Regions from separate parts of the Sus scrofa genome. Here all the other regions are linked to region 1. The links are chromatin contacts, called in public Hi-C maps. All regions are on one chromosome and are shown on one strand. Each heading gives the region's core, a stretch centred on a gene start, on an enhancer-like site or on the middle of the called end of the contact. The rest is flanking DNA. Distances are from core to core; before and after follow the strand shown.

Region 1 (4,237 bases), core at 530-3,029:
AACCAGCCCCCAGTGCTTGATCACCACTCAAAGTTCCTAGATCCTAGTCAACTTGCTTCTAAACCAGTGCCAAACAGCCCTGGACCTTCATTCCCCTTATCAGGCAATCAGAAACAACCCACTCAAGGGTTCTAGAAGGTCACCCCCAACATGTAAAGTGAAATCTATGCTACAGTGTTTTTTCTTTTCCTTTTTCTTTCTTTCCAGCTTTATTAAGACAAAGTCAATTTGATACATTTAGATGCTGCAAAATGATTACCATTATAGTGTATCTTATCACCTAATTATCATTTTTTTGTGGTGAGAACATCTAAGATCTATTCTCTTAGCAATTTTAAGGTGTGTAATACAGTATTATTAACTATAATCACCATGCAGTACATTAGATTCCCTGAACTTACTCATTTAATAACTCAGAGTTTGTACCCTTTGGCCAAAAGCTTTCCATTTCTCCCACCACCAGCCCCTGGAAACCACTGTTCTACACTCTGTCTCTATGAGTTTGGCTTTTTTTAGAGTCCACATATAAGTGACATCATACAGTATTAATCCTTCAGTTTTTTTTTTTTTTTTTTTTTTTTGTCTTTTTAGCTACTTCTTGGGCCGCTCCCACGGCATATGGAGGTTCCCAGGCTAGGGGTCGAATTGGAGCTGCAGCCACCGGCCTACGCCAGAGCCACAGCAACGCGGGATCTGAGCCGCGTCTGCAACCTACACCACAACTCACCGCAACGCTTGATCCTTAACCCACTGAGCAAGGGCAGGGACCGAACCCGCAACCTCATGGTTCCTGGTTGGATTGGTTAATCACTGCGCCACGACGGGAACACCCCTTCAGTGTTTTGAACTCCATATTTTCTATGATGTTTTCAAACCCCATGTATTAAGAATTGCTTTGGCTCCTAGTAAGAGAAACTCAAAACCACATGTTGGGAGTAAATCAGGAAGTTTGTTATTCCTATATAACAAGAAGTCTGGAGGTCAGCGATCAAGGCCTTCTACAGCTACTACAAGATGCCTACAGGAACAACCTGTCTTTCTTCAGTATTACATGCCACCAAAGTGGCCAAACCACTTCTAGTAATACAATCATGGTCTAGACAAGAAGAAGGGGATGGACATAAAAAAAGGTAGATGCTTGCTGAGTGGACTCCTTTTAAAAACCATTCTCCAAAACCCTACCAATAGCTCTGCTTATGTCTGATTGGCTAGGACCTAGTCACGTGGCCACTCCCAGTAATTGTTTTTAGTTGGTTGTTGATATTTTCACATCAAAGCCATCATTTGTCAAGGTCCTCTCTCTATATTATTTCATTTACTCCTTGGAACAGACCTTTTAAGAAAAGTATGAATTGTAGGTATAAAGTCTTTTCTACATGACTGTGGAGCTCTCTGGGATCTCTTCTGCACGGAACTATTTTCTACATTTTCTGTTTCTTTTGTGAATGCACAGCCTCATTGAAGCCTAGTGTTGGTATGAGATAGATATCACTTGTTGTTCTCACTTTCCCAGATCATGCAATTGAGGCTTATGAAGAAAGGTCACTTGATTAAGGGCACATGGTTAATATATGGTATTTCCAGAGTTCCAACCAAGGTCAGTCCGACTCTGAAGCCCATGGATTTTTCCATTCTGATACATTGCCATGTCTGAATCTGTCTAGCTAAGGAGGAAGTCCATCCTTAAGGCATGCCAGAATCATTTCTTACCAGCCTCTCACAGGCCCCGTGCTGACTAATAAATGCCTACACACATCTGCATCACTGTTTCCCATCAGTCCCTGCCTCCGTGCTTTCCTCAGATCTATTCTAAAGGCCCCCAAAGGACTGACACATTTCATCTATGCAGACAAACTGGGAGCAAGTTAAAGGAGGACATAGGGATGGATGGGAATATTGAGCCAGGGTAGGAAAAAAAATTAACATTCCCAACAATTTTCAGTTGGCAAGAAGTGATTTTTCCATGGGCATTTTTCCTCTTTCAATTTTGTAATTCATGTTTATTTTCAGTGAAATTCAGCCCATCTGTATCTGATTCATTCACACTTAATTCATCAGCAGACAGCTCCGTCAGAGAAAAAATTCCGATGTGCCTCTAGCGTTTTACTATAGACCCAATCGGGGTCTGTCCAGAATGCCAGGGCAAGGTGGCCTGTGAGAAACGGGCAGAAAAGCAGGTGAAGCAGGTTCACCGCACCCGCCCCCCGACAATATGCACAGCCCTCTGTTTTCTCTTTGTTGTAGGCAGCTCTGGTGGTCTTCTCCATTATTTTGTAATTGGGCTTATGCACGGATCTTTCCCACTCGGCTGGCTCCATTTTGACTGACCATAAACATGCTCACATTTGTCTCCTTCTAAAACATGAAACAGACAAGTCACCTCCAAACACAAGGATCACAGACCACAGTGCCCTTTCCCACTGCCTTCATCCTCAAACACATTTCCACACCAGCTTCTCAGATATTTGCACTCTGCATTCACCACGTCCATTTTATTTCTCACTTCTCCACTGTGTACATCTGCCTTCGGTACCCAGCTGAGACCTTTAATGAAAGTCACTTTTCAATTGCCAAATCCAATGATTATGTCCTATCACTATGTGATTAGTGTCTCTGTTGCATTTGCTGCTGTTGACGGATCCTCCTTCCTTACATCCTCTTCTCTATCTATTGCTTTCCTTCCACCCCTCTTCTTCTTTCTTCCCTTTTTTTAGGTCTTATATATCTCCATTATTCCTTATTCTTAAAAAAAAAAATGTAACATTGCCCCCAAGACTTGATTGAAGGTTTTGGAGCTAGAATGTTGAGTGCAAAGCCCGCTGTGCCACTTCCAAATGTGTGACCTTGGGCAGGTGTCTTAAGCCTCTGTATGCCTCAGTTTCCTCAAATGAAAATTATGGAAATGTATAGTTCTTATCTAATAGAGTTTAATAGGAATTAAATTAATTTATCACCCATAATAATCTTAAAACAGTACCTAATATCATAACTACTCAATAGGTTTTACTCGATACCAAAACACACTCTATTGAGCTATAAATGCCTATATAATGGGATTGATGATAAATGGGAATGTATTCTAATACAATCATTGTGATTATTTTAAAATTATGTTGGATGCATACTCTAATCTATAGATTATGTTCAAGCCTATAGATGTAAAAAATTCCACATGGTTTTACATGTATTATATATGTATGTGTATTTAAAGATAGAAACTAAGATTAAATTGCCTAATATTATCAGTATTTTATTGCCTAATAATACAGTAAAAGGAAAAATAATGGAAAAATACATAACTTACCAACATTAATTACAAGAAAGCTGGAGTGGTCATATAAACATTAGTTAAAATAGACCTTAAGACAAAGAGTATTACCAGAAGAATGTGGATATATCTCATAATGATAAAAGGGTCAGTTCACTGGAAAAAACATGAACTCATCTATGTATATGTCTCAAATCAAAGGAAGAAATAAACAAATCCACAATCAGATTTGATCATTTTAACTCTCTTTCTTCAACATTAGAAAACCAAAAACACATTAAAAAAATAGACCAAAAAAAAAAATCACAAAGCTATAAAACATTTAAACCCTGTCAATCGCCACTGGTTTGACATTTATAGCGTACTACATCCAACTGCATAATACATATTTTGTTCAACTACATTTGGAATGTTCACAAAGATAGACACTATGTTGGGTCATGGAACGTCTCAATGAACCAGAAAAAAACCTGTTTTCTTACTGACTATATTTGTTAATCTCAACAAAATTGAATCAGAATATCAGAAAAGTAAGACAACTAACGCTATAGTAAGTAAGACAATTAACACTAAGTTAAAGAGCACACTTCTACCTAACTCATGGGCCAATGCAAAAATAATTAGGAAAACTAGAAAGTATTTTCAACTAAATGATATAGAAAGAACACATGTTAAAATTGTCAGAATGCATTTAAAGCAGTGCATTGAAAAAAGTTTTATGCTTATATTAGAAAATAAAAAGGCTTTAGAATTAATCACCTAAATTTCTACCTTAATAAGATAAACAAATAAACCCAAAAATAGTAAATTAAAGAAAACATAAAATTAAGAGCAGAAGCCAATAAAATAGAAAAATAGAGGAAATTAACAAATCCAAATATAGGTCTCTAGAAAATTATAAAATATCAGTAAGTCTCTGACAAGATTCATTAAGAAAAAGCCAGAAACACAAATTCTCCTTATCCTAAC
Region 2 (4,237 bases), core at 655-3,154, 710 kb before region 1:
TCAAACGGCAAAAGTTACAGCCAAGTGAATGATAAGTGCCTCCTTAAGATGGAAAAGGCATCAGATTTGAGCAGAAAACGATTCATCACCATCCCCGGTTTCAGGCATCATTTGGGTCTCTGACCATATCACTCATGGACACGTGGGAATTATTGTAAATATCCAAAGACAGACAGGGAGCAGAGGCAGCAGAGCTGGGTCTCAAATCCAGGTCTGTCTTACTCCAAAGCCTTTAGTTCTCCTAAACATCATATTGTTTCCTGAAGGAGGAAACCTCAAATGTGCTCCCAACCTGATGTCACTTCCTATCTGACTGTGATTACAAATATACACCTGTATTGCTAGAATGAAGCAGAGGGGGAACAAAAATGCTTAGAATGGGCATGAACATTCAATTTAGAAGTGACTTTGGGAAGACACTGGGCTTACACCCAAACAGAACATTTTATGATTTTGACCTCTACTTCTGGAGTGATGTCCCACACCCTGCTGGAATTTAGCTAAGGGATGATAAAAATTGTCTTCCCAGTGGGGCTGGATTTAAGAGTGTGGACTCTGAGGTCGGGTGGACGTGGCTTCAAGTTCTGTCACTTATGAGCTGTTTGATCTTGGATGAGTGAACTTTGGTGATCTTCAGTCTTTTTTATCTGTAAAATGGGGATAATTAATATTGCCTTCTGCAGAGTGTTCTGGTGGGGGTTGGGTTAAGCCATGCAAACCTTTTAGAATAGTGTTACTGTAAACAATACCCGATATTGTCATTTTGAGTAGTAGTAGAAAAAGAAATAGAGGATTGAAGCAGACTAAGCTTCAGGGTCCTATCTAGAAACAGTAGGAATACCCAAGTGGGTGATTAAAATTCTGCACATTTTTGTGAGGTTTGTGATCTGAGTAGAAGTTCACAAGATTGTCTCAGTATCCTTGCAAGGCTGGCAGGACCTTCCCTGTTACCCGTGAAAGAGCTGGTATTCAAGGTCCCATCTGCCCACTCTAGGGACAGAACTCAGGTGGCTTATTTGAGCCCTACCTTAAATGAGATCTTCCCTCTCACCTGTTCAGGTTCCAAAGGGATTTAAAGGAAAACAAAACAAAAAACCTCTAGGAATTGTCCTGAATGGGACATTTCCTCTCCACTGCAAAGACTCAACACAACCCACTTCTTTTTAGATTGATTAATATGGCTAATCGGGCACCGTTAGCATGTGGGGTCTTATATATATGTCGGGTTCAGGTTGGCAGCTGTGTTGATGTGAAGGTGATTTGCTTTTAATTCCTCTCAATTGTTTTATTTTCATAGGCTGTGGGAGAGATTGGGGTCTGAAAAAAAGGGCTTCTCCAATTTGTGCAGAAATCAGACATTCTCTTGTTCTTTTCTCTTAGAATTATCCAGTCATGCTTGAGAACACTTTAAATTTCTAAGAAGTTGCCATAGTTATAGCTTGGATTGTTTATTGAAATCAAAACATTGACATGTTAGGTTTTAAAAAGAAGTAACAACTTTTTGACAGTATAACTGGGTTGGGGAAATTACCTAGTCTTGGGCAGAGTTCAGCTAAAGTGCTACTGCTGATAGCAGGGCTGAGCTGTGCCAAGGGTTCAGGGATATGTGGACACTGAGCCCTGAGGGTTTCTGTGTTTCACATCAAAGAGAATGACCTCTGCTCTGGGTGGGCATTAGGGGCTGGGGGCTGGTCCTAGCTCTTGTTCTTGGTATGACCTCAGGCAAGTCACTTTTCCTCTTGGACCTTTATCACTGTTCCATATATAAATGAGGATGTTAGACCAAACAGTCTCAAAGATCCCTTTCACTTCTGGAATTTTAGGATTCCATGACTTTGCTTTTTGTAGCCTTGTAGCCCATTTGAAAACCATGCCCTTTCCATTTAAATCCACCAGAGGGCAATACGACCCATATTTTGACCCTGCCCCTGGTCTGAGAGGCCTGATCACCAAGCTAAGCATCGTGGAAGGGGAAAGATTGACCCAGTCCCTGCCTTTCATGGGAGGTAGATGGAAGAAGACACTATTTAAGTTGACCATTAGGTCTGCAGCTGACAAGGGGTTTTCACATCTATCGCCCTTTTTTTTTACCCTGTGGATAAAGGCCTAGAAATTTGCCATTTTATTTTATTTTAGTATTCTTACATTATTATTGTTTAAAAGATGTAAAATTTTCTAAATTTTGTAAAATTATAGCTAATTTACAATGTTCTGTCCATTTCTGCTGTACAGCGAAGTGACCCAGTCATCTGTATACATACACATTCTTTTTCTCACATTATCCTCCATCATGTTCCCTCGCAAGTGACTAGATACAGTTCCCTGTGCTATACAGCAGGATCTTATTGCTCATCCACTTTGCATCTACTAACCCCAAACTCCCGTCCATCCCACTCCCTCCCCCTCGGCAACCATTAGCCTGTTCTCCAAGTCCATGGGTTCGTTTCTTTTCTGTAAATAGGTTCATTTGTGCCATATATTAGATTCCAGGTATGTGATATCATATGGTATTTGTCTTTCTCTTTCTGACTTACTTCACTTAGTATGAGAATCTCTAATTTCATCCATGTTGCTGCAGATGGCATTATTTTGTTCTTTTTTATGGCTGGGTAGTTTCCATTGTGTGTGTATATCACATCTTCTTAACCCATTTATCTGTCGATGGACATTCAGGTTTTGATTTCATGTCAGCTCCCTGGGGCCAGATGCTATCTTCCTATTTCGCATGCCTGGGAGCCAAGGCCCACAGTATTGAAAGGACCTGCCTTGGGTTTCCAGTGGTGGACTTATCTCCTCATTCCACACTCAGTCTCTCCGATCATTTTCCAGTGGACTTCAGCAGGCTACCACTGTTGAGCTGAGAAGACAGTTTACATACAGGTTGACTGTGGCAAAGTTTGAATCCATATTCAGTAGGGTCAGGGGTAGGAACTGAGCTGAATAGGTAGACTAAAGCTTCTTTTGGGACTAAATGAACTGTAAAACGTGGTAGTTGACAGGAGCTCTAACAGTCCTGGTTCTAAGTTGCAGACAACAGAATTCACTCTGTTGAATTTTAGTAGCAAATTTAAGTAGCAAAGAATTTTCACATGGATTTTAGGAAACTCTGAGACTCCAGGAGGGCCAGAAAGCAAGAATCTGAAATTTGTGTAGCCAAAACAATGATCAATACCACTGTGGGGGCTTTCCTAGGGAAAAAAAATTCCCTGCCATAGCTGCTTGGCACTTCTGATGTTTGAGACTGGGTACCGCCATGGAAATTACTGTTGATTAAGGCCCTTCTGTGTGGGGCTTAATATCTTATCTCAGTTGATCCTACAGGGCTGGTGTCATTATCTCTCATTTACTGATGCTTGCTCAGTTAAACCCAGGCCTCTCTGATTTCAAAGTCTGGATTCCAACAGAAAGAGAGGATGTAGATGTTAGGCTGGAGTTAGGGTCTATTCCCAGTCCTGAGAGGATGAATTCAGGAGAAGTTCCTGGTATTTCTTACTGCCTTTGTAATGCTTTTTTTTCCCTAGTAACATGGAAGGAGAAGAATAGAAAAGAATGCTAAATTCTCATTTTTTTTCTTTGTTTAATCCTCTTCTGCCTTGGATAGACACAGAGACAAATAGAAATAGGCCCAAAGGAGGGGTGTATTTGACACTTTTTGGGCATTACTTGAATTTCTCTTGGAATAAAAAGTTGTTGGACTTGGAAAAGACCATGACATAGACTCATCCAATCCTTTTAGTTTATTAGGTGGGAAACCGAGGCTCAGAGCAGGAAATTAGCTGTTCAGAGTCACATAGGAAGATTGTAGCTTTCATATATCCAACAATTATTTAATGAGTGCCTGCTCTGTGCCAGACACTAAACTCAATATATGACAACTTCCTTGTTGCTATGGCGCTTTATGTAAATAGCCCATAGATAACCTTGCCTCTAGTTCTCAAACCTTAATCTGGAGCAAAAATACTTTTAGCTCTTTTTCTTAATTTTAAAAAATAATGATAATAAAGAATGACAGTAGGAGATGTTACAGGAAAAGAGCTTAACTTTATTAGTAAAAGGTACAAATAAGCATTCTTTTTCCTTCCTATCAAATTGCAATATTTAAGAAAAAAGACTATCTGACAATGGGGAAAGTATGTGGAATTCTTCTAGGCTCATACACTATTGATGTAAGTATAAATTAACCTCTGTGAAGAAAAAAAAATTTCAATGTGTATCAAAACATTCCTGACCCGGGAGT
Region 3 (4,237 bases), core at 1,115-3,614, 550 kb before region 1:
ATGATACACCTTTCTTTCTGGTTATGAGACAGGAACGAGAAATAACTTGTTCTGATTCCATAAGGATTTTTATGGTCGATAGAAATGAAAGTTCGCGTAGAAGTCATCTGGTCTGGGCTTGGTAACTGCATAGCATGTGCTCCCCAACATTACCCCCACAGCAGACTTGTCCTAGTCTGTCCCCAGGAGTCAGTGACAGAGGCAGAGCCAGAGCCAAGGACTCCTTACTTCCATGGGGGCGGTTTGAGTACTCTGTGAATTCCCTTGAGGACCAAGGCCTTCAGATAGGCAAGCTTCGTAAGCTGTTTTTCCAAGCTCTGGCTTCCTCTAGAGGGAACTTTCTGGGCTTTGTTTGGAAGCCTGAGGAGAAACCCTCTTGGCCAGGTGCACAGAAAGCAGAGGTAGAGAGAAAGAGTTGCTTCAGGTGGTTGAAAGGGTCATGTTCTAGAGGTCAGATCAATGGCAACATGAGGACTGGAATCCACCATGAGATCTCAAAATATTAGACCTCACAGTATTAGATAGGGCCATTAGATGCGAAGTTAACCATGACCCTGGATTCATGGGTGCGGAGACTGAACCCAGAGGGTCCGAAGGTCTGGCTCAAAACATGACAGTAGGTTAGTGGCACATCTGGGTTCAGAGCACAGAGTTCCTAACTCCTAGTCCAGCGCTCTGACTCCTATTTTTGGTCTTCCCGTGGAGCAGGGAGGGTTAAATATAGGAAGAAGTGGGTTTGCAGCCCCATTCACTCTGGACTAAAAAACTGCCCAGAGAGGGGAAGGTGCTGGGAAAAAGTAGCCTGGGAGAGCACTGGCAGGTGACTTCAGGGGTGACTTCAGGCCACTGTGCTGAACCCCACTGAGTCGTAAGTCAAAGGCAGTCAGGCTTCCATTAAGATGCAACAGTGCCCAAGGGGGCAAAACAGACTACCATTCCAGCCAGATTGTATGGGATCTGAGTGCCAGACACCTAGGCTGATAGCAGGGCAAAACAGATGCAGAGCATCTCAAAGAGAGCACCTGGGTTCTGGTCAGGGCTTTTAGCTTCAGACCTGTCACTTCCCCTTCCTGACCCTCAGTTCCTGCATCCGCAAAGCGGGGATGGTAACAGTCAACCCAAACGTATGGATGTTGCAAGGATGCAGTGGGATTGTGGATGTCAAGTGGCCGGTACAGCGCATGGCTTAGAGGAGACGACTAGCACATGGTAGCTCCCCTGCTCCCCTTCCCTGGTTGTTACAGTGGCACAGCTTAGCAATGCTGCTTAGCAGAGTGATCTGGCTGATAAAATGCCCATTTAACCAAAGTTTATGGGACTATCTGATGGGTTGGAGTTTCTCAGTTGTGTACCTAAGTGCTTGAGGCCATCTGATGTGTGAAGGATCCTCCTTGTACCTGTTGAAAATATGTTAACCCTTCCGAGAAGGAGAGGAATTATCCTAATGACTCTGCATGTACCATGTTCTGGCTTGTTAGTTTTGTTCCTTTAGGAAAATAGCTAGGAGAGCCCTACTAGTGACAACGAGGGGGAGTCTCTCCATTATCAGTCAAGTTTTGAATCAAAATGAATCTTTAAGGTAAAGGTCATTTCAGCTGGCTTCAATTTGACCGTTTCCTTGATGTCACCAGGCTAGCTAGTGATGGAGAAACTCCAGGATGGGCTGTTTGTTAAACAAAGGACAGCCAGGTGACTGTGGATTTACAGAGAGCATTTGGGTAATAGCCAGTCCAGCATGCTCAGTGTTAAACACAGGGAAAGTCAAATTGAGATCAAGTTGAAATTCATTTGAATCCCCTAAAGGTTACTTAGGATTTGGGGGGTCTTTTCAATCCTGATCTGTTACTGTATGTAAGATAAAACTATGTGACTCTATGAGTATTTCCTCACATTTCATTTATACTAAATGCAAATTGAATTGATGATATGGCGGGGGTATTTAAGAAGCACCTTTAAAGTCTAATTTATAAGGTGAGGTGCATTTGGAGTCATATGTTGAAACCTGTTCATGTTTCAGATAACTTTAAGATACACCTCCTAGCTATTTAGATATGGAAGTATGCCTGCATACTTTGAAAAGTAGGCTTGGGTTCAGATTCTTCCTCTGCTACTTACTGAGTTGTGTGGCTTTGCACAAATGACTCAGCCTCTTTGGATGCTCTCAAAAGTGGGGGTAATAATAACCTCTCTTGGAAAGTTACCAGGAGGATTAAGTGGGATAATGTGTAACAGAGAGGTTGTGTCCATCATCCAGAGTCCACTGCGTGATGGTTGGCTCCCATGGCCTGGCCCCGAGCTTGCACTGCTCGGCTTGTAGGCATTTAAGCCAACACGTGTAGTGTCCAGAGAGCTTGGGTGAAATACGTGATGAAGCCAGTTTGAGGAACTGGCCTGCTTTCCCTCCCTCTTTCCCTTCTTCCCTCTGCTCCTCCCTCCTTCCACTACTTCTCTCTTTCTTTCTTCCCCCTTCTCCAAAGTATTTGAAAGATGAGAATTTTTTTTCCTCTGGATTTAGAGACTTGTGATTTGTATGTGCTAAATCTGAGTATAAATTGTAATGTTTCTCAGTGATCTGAAGTTTTTTCCTTTTCCTCCCCTCCCCTCCTGTCTCCCCTCGACCCCACCCCATCTATTCCTCCCTCCCCTCTTTCCTCGTGATGATGAGGGGTGAGGGGTAGGGATTAGGTACACATTACATGGCTCTAGCACTCTGGGTGGCCCCCTGTTCTACCTTATTCTCAGTGGCCCATTTTCTAGTTTATTTCTTATACAGAGATTTCTGATACCTGTTGGCTCTGCCTTAAGAAAAAGACAGTTTAAGTGTGAGTTTTGAGTGAGCAGGTTTAAAGTAAATGGAGCAGCAGATAAGCTCTTTGAGGCCTGTGATTGTCTGAAAAGCAGTTATCCCCTGAGCAGGAGTACCCCTGCTGCTGTGGGAAAAACTACAACAGCTGGTGGATTGGGGAAGCTAAGATCCAGACAAGTCCGTCTGAAAGAAGTGAGGTCTCTGCTATTTTCAGTCTTTCTCGGGGAGGGGGCTGCAGCTTCTCTACCTGCCTCTTCTGCCACCAGTGTCGTGTCATGGTGGTGCTGCCACCACAGCTCGTCGACATCAGGGATAGCGGGGTTTGGTGAGTAGCCTGATCCTTGGTTTGGTTTCACTGCCTTCAGTGGGTAGCTTGTATTGTTCCCTTGGAGTGGGGGGGCTCCTTAGTTAGTTAGAGAGCCCGCCTTACTCGATCTCTTTTAACAGCTATGTTTTCTTTTTAGTAGGAGGAGTGGGAAGGAGGGGAGCCTGCACAAATTGTAAATTGTTAGACTGGTAAAATGGTCAAAAATCCTAATCCTATTTGTTTCATTCGTGGAATGTTATATCCAGAGCAAAATCCACGCCAGGACAGGTCAGCTGGTTTGTCCCCCTCACTTCTGGTATTTTCAACAACAGGAAATTCCAGCCCTGGAGACGAAGTCCCAGGGCTGGAATCTAGGTATCACAGAGTTTAGCCCAGTTCTCTGCATTTTGTACCTCATCTTCAGCAGGAGACCGATTCCATGTGAGGGCAGGGGATGCTCAGAAGGGGTTCGAGACCCCTTCACATGGTCTGCCCACCGTTTCCACTTCCTCAGGGCCTCCAGAGACCTCTGGATGCTGGGGGCCACTTGACCTTCCCAGGAAAGACAGACTCTTCTACCTGGCAGGCTCTAGGGAGCAGGGAATCACACCAGGTCTCATGACTCCTCAGCCGCAAAGCTGGGGCCTGAACTTAGCCTCAGATCCCCTGCTCATGGCCCTTTGGGCCCCACTGCTCCGTGGTTGCCCTAGTGACCCTCTCTGTCCAGAGCTCCTCAGCAGAGAGAGTGCTGCAGTGACAGGAAGACAGACAGCTGCAGGAGCAGGTGCCGAGCTAGTGATCAAGGGCCTTGGAAGGATTCCTAGCCTGGGGCACCAGGAGGAGCCCTGGCAGGAAGAATTACCTGACCTTAAGGTCCAGGTTAAGCCAAAGGGCTCCAGGGCAGATCAGCCTGGATTTTGTTAGCAAGTCAGTAAACCTCTCTGTGCTCGGGTTTCCCTGCTTATAAACTAGAACTGATAATTATCCTCAGGGCTTGTTGTGAGACTGCATGAGTGAATCACCAAGCACTCAGCCCAGTGCTTGGCACCGAGTGAGTTGCCCCATCCGTGTTTGTGGTTTTCACTCCACCAGATCCTTCCTTACACATGCCTCGTAAGGGAATA

What was found. Hi-C and Micro-C count contacts between places; a contact is called where the count stands out from the background.
Region 2: a contact with region 1 is called in a Hi-C map of embryonic fibroblasts, with 2.1 times the contacts expected there. The contact joins two enhancer-like sites. A contact is called at or near these places in 2 of 47 Hi-C or Micro-C datasets (embryonic fibroblasts and fetal skeletal muscle).
Region 3: a Hi-C map of embryonic fibroblasts shows a contact between it and region 1, with 2.0 times the contacts expected there. The contact joins two enhancer-like sites. A contact is called at or near these places in 7 of 47 Hi-C or Micro-C datasets (brain, embryonic fibroblasts, fetal skeletal muscle and 3 more).

What each region holds. Positions count from the first base shown.
Region 1 is chr1:255,992,137-255,996,373 of Sscrofa11.1, forward strand. No RefSeq gene overlaps it. Among named protein-coding and RNA genes, the nearest start is that of TNC, 360 kb to the left of the region's middle. Within about 2 kb of position 1,780, at least 1 of the 83 cell types and tissues checked has an H3K27ac peak or open chromatin away from gene starts, as enhancers often do. A contact at or near this core is called in embryonic fibroblasts, where this site is marked.
Region 2 is chr1:255,279,042-255,283,278 of Sscrofa11.1, forward strand. No RefSeq gene overlaps it. Among named protein-coding and RNA genes, the nearest start is that of TNFSF15, 68 kb to the right of the region's middle. Within about 2 kb of position 1,905, at least 7 of the 83 cell types and tissues checked have an H3K27ac peak or open chromatin away from gene starts, as enhancers often do. A contact at or near this core is called in embryonic fibroblasts, where this site is marked.
Region 3 is chr1:255,441,592-255,445,828 of Sscrofa11.1, forward strand. The region is part of intron 2 of TNFSF8 (TNF superfamily member 8); the gene reads right to left. Among named protein-coding and RNA genes, the nearest start is that of TNFSF8, 15 kb to the right of the region's middle. Within about 2 kb of position 2,365, at least 9 of the 83 cell types and tissues checked have an H3K27ac peak or open chromatin away from gene starts, as enhancers often do. A contact at or near this core is called in embryonic fibroblasts, where this site is marked.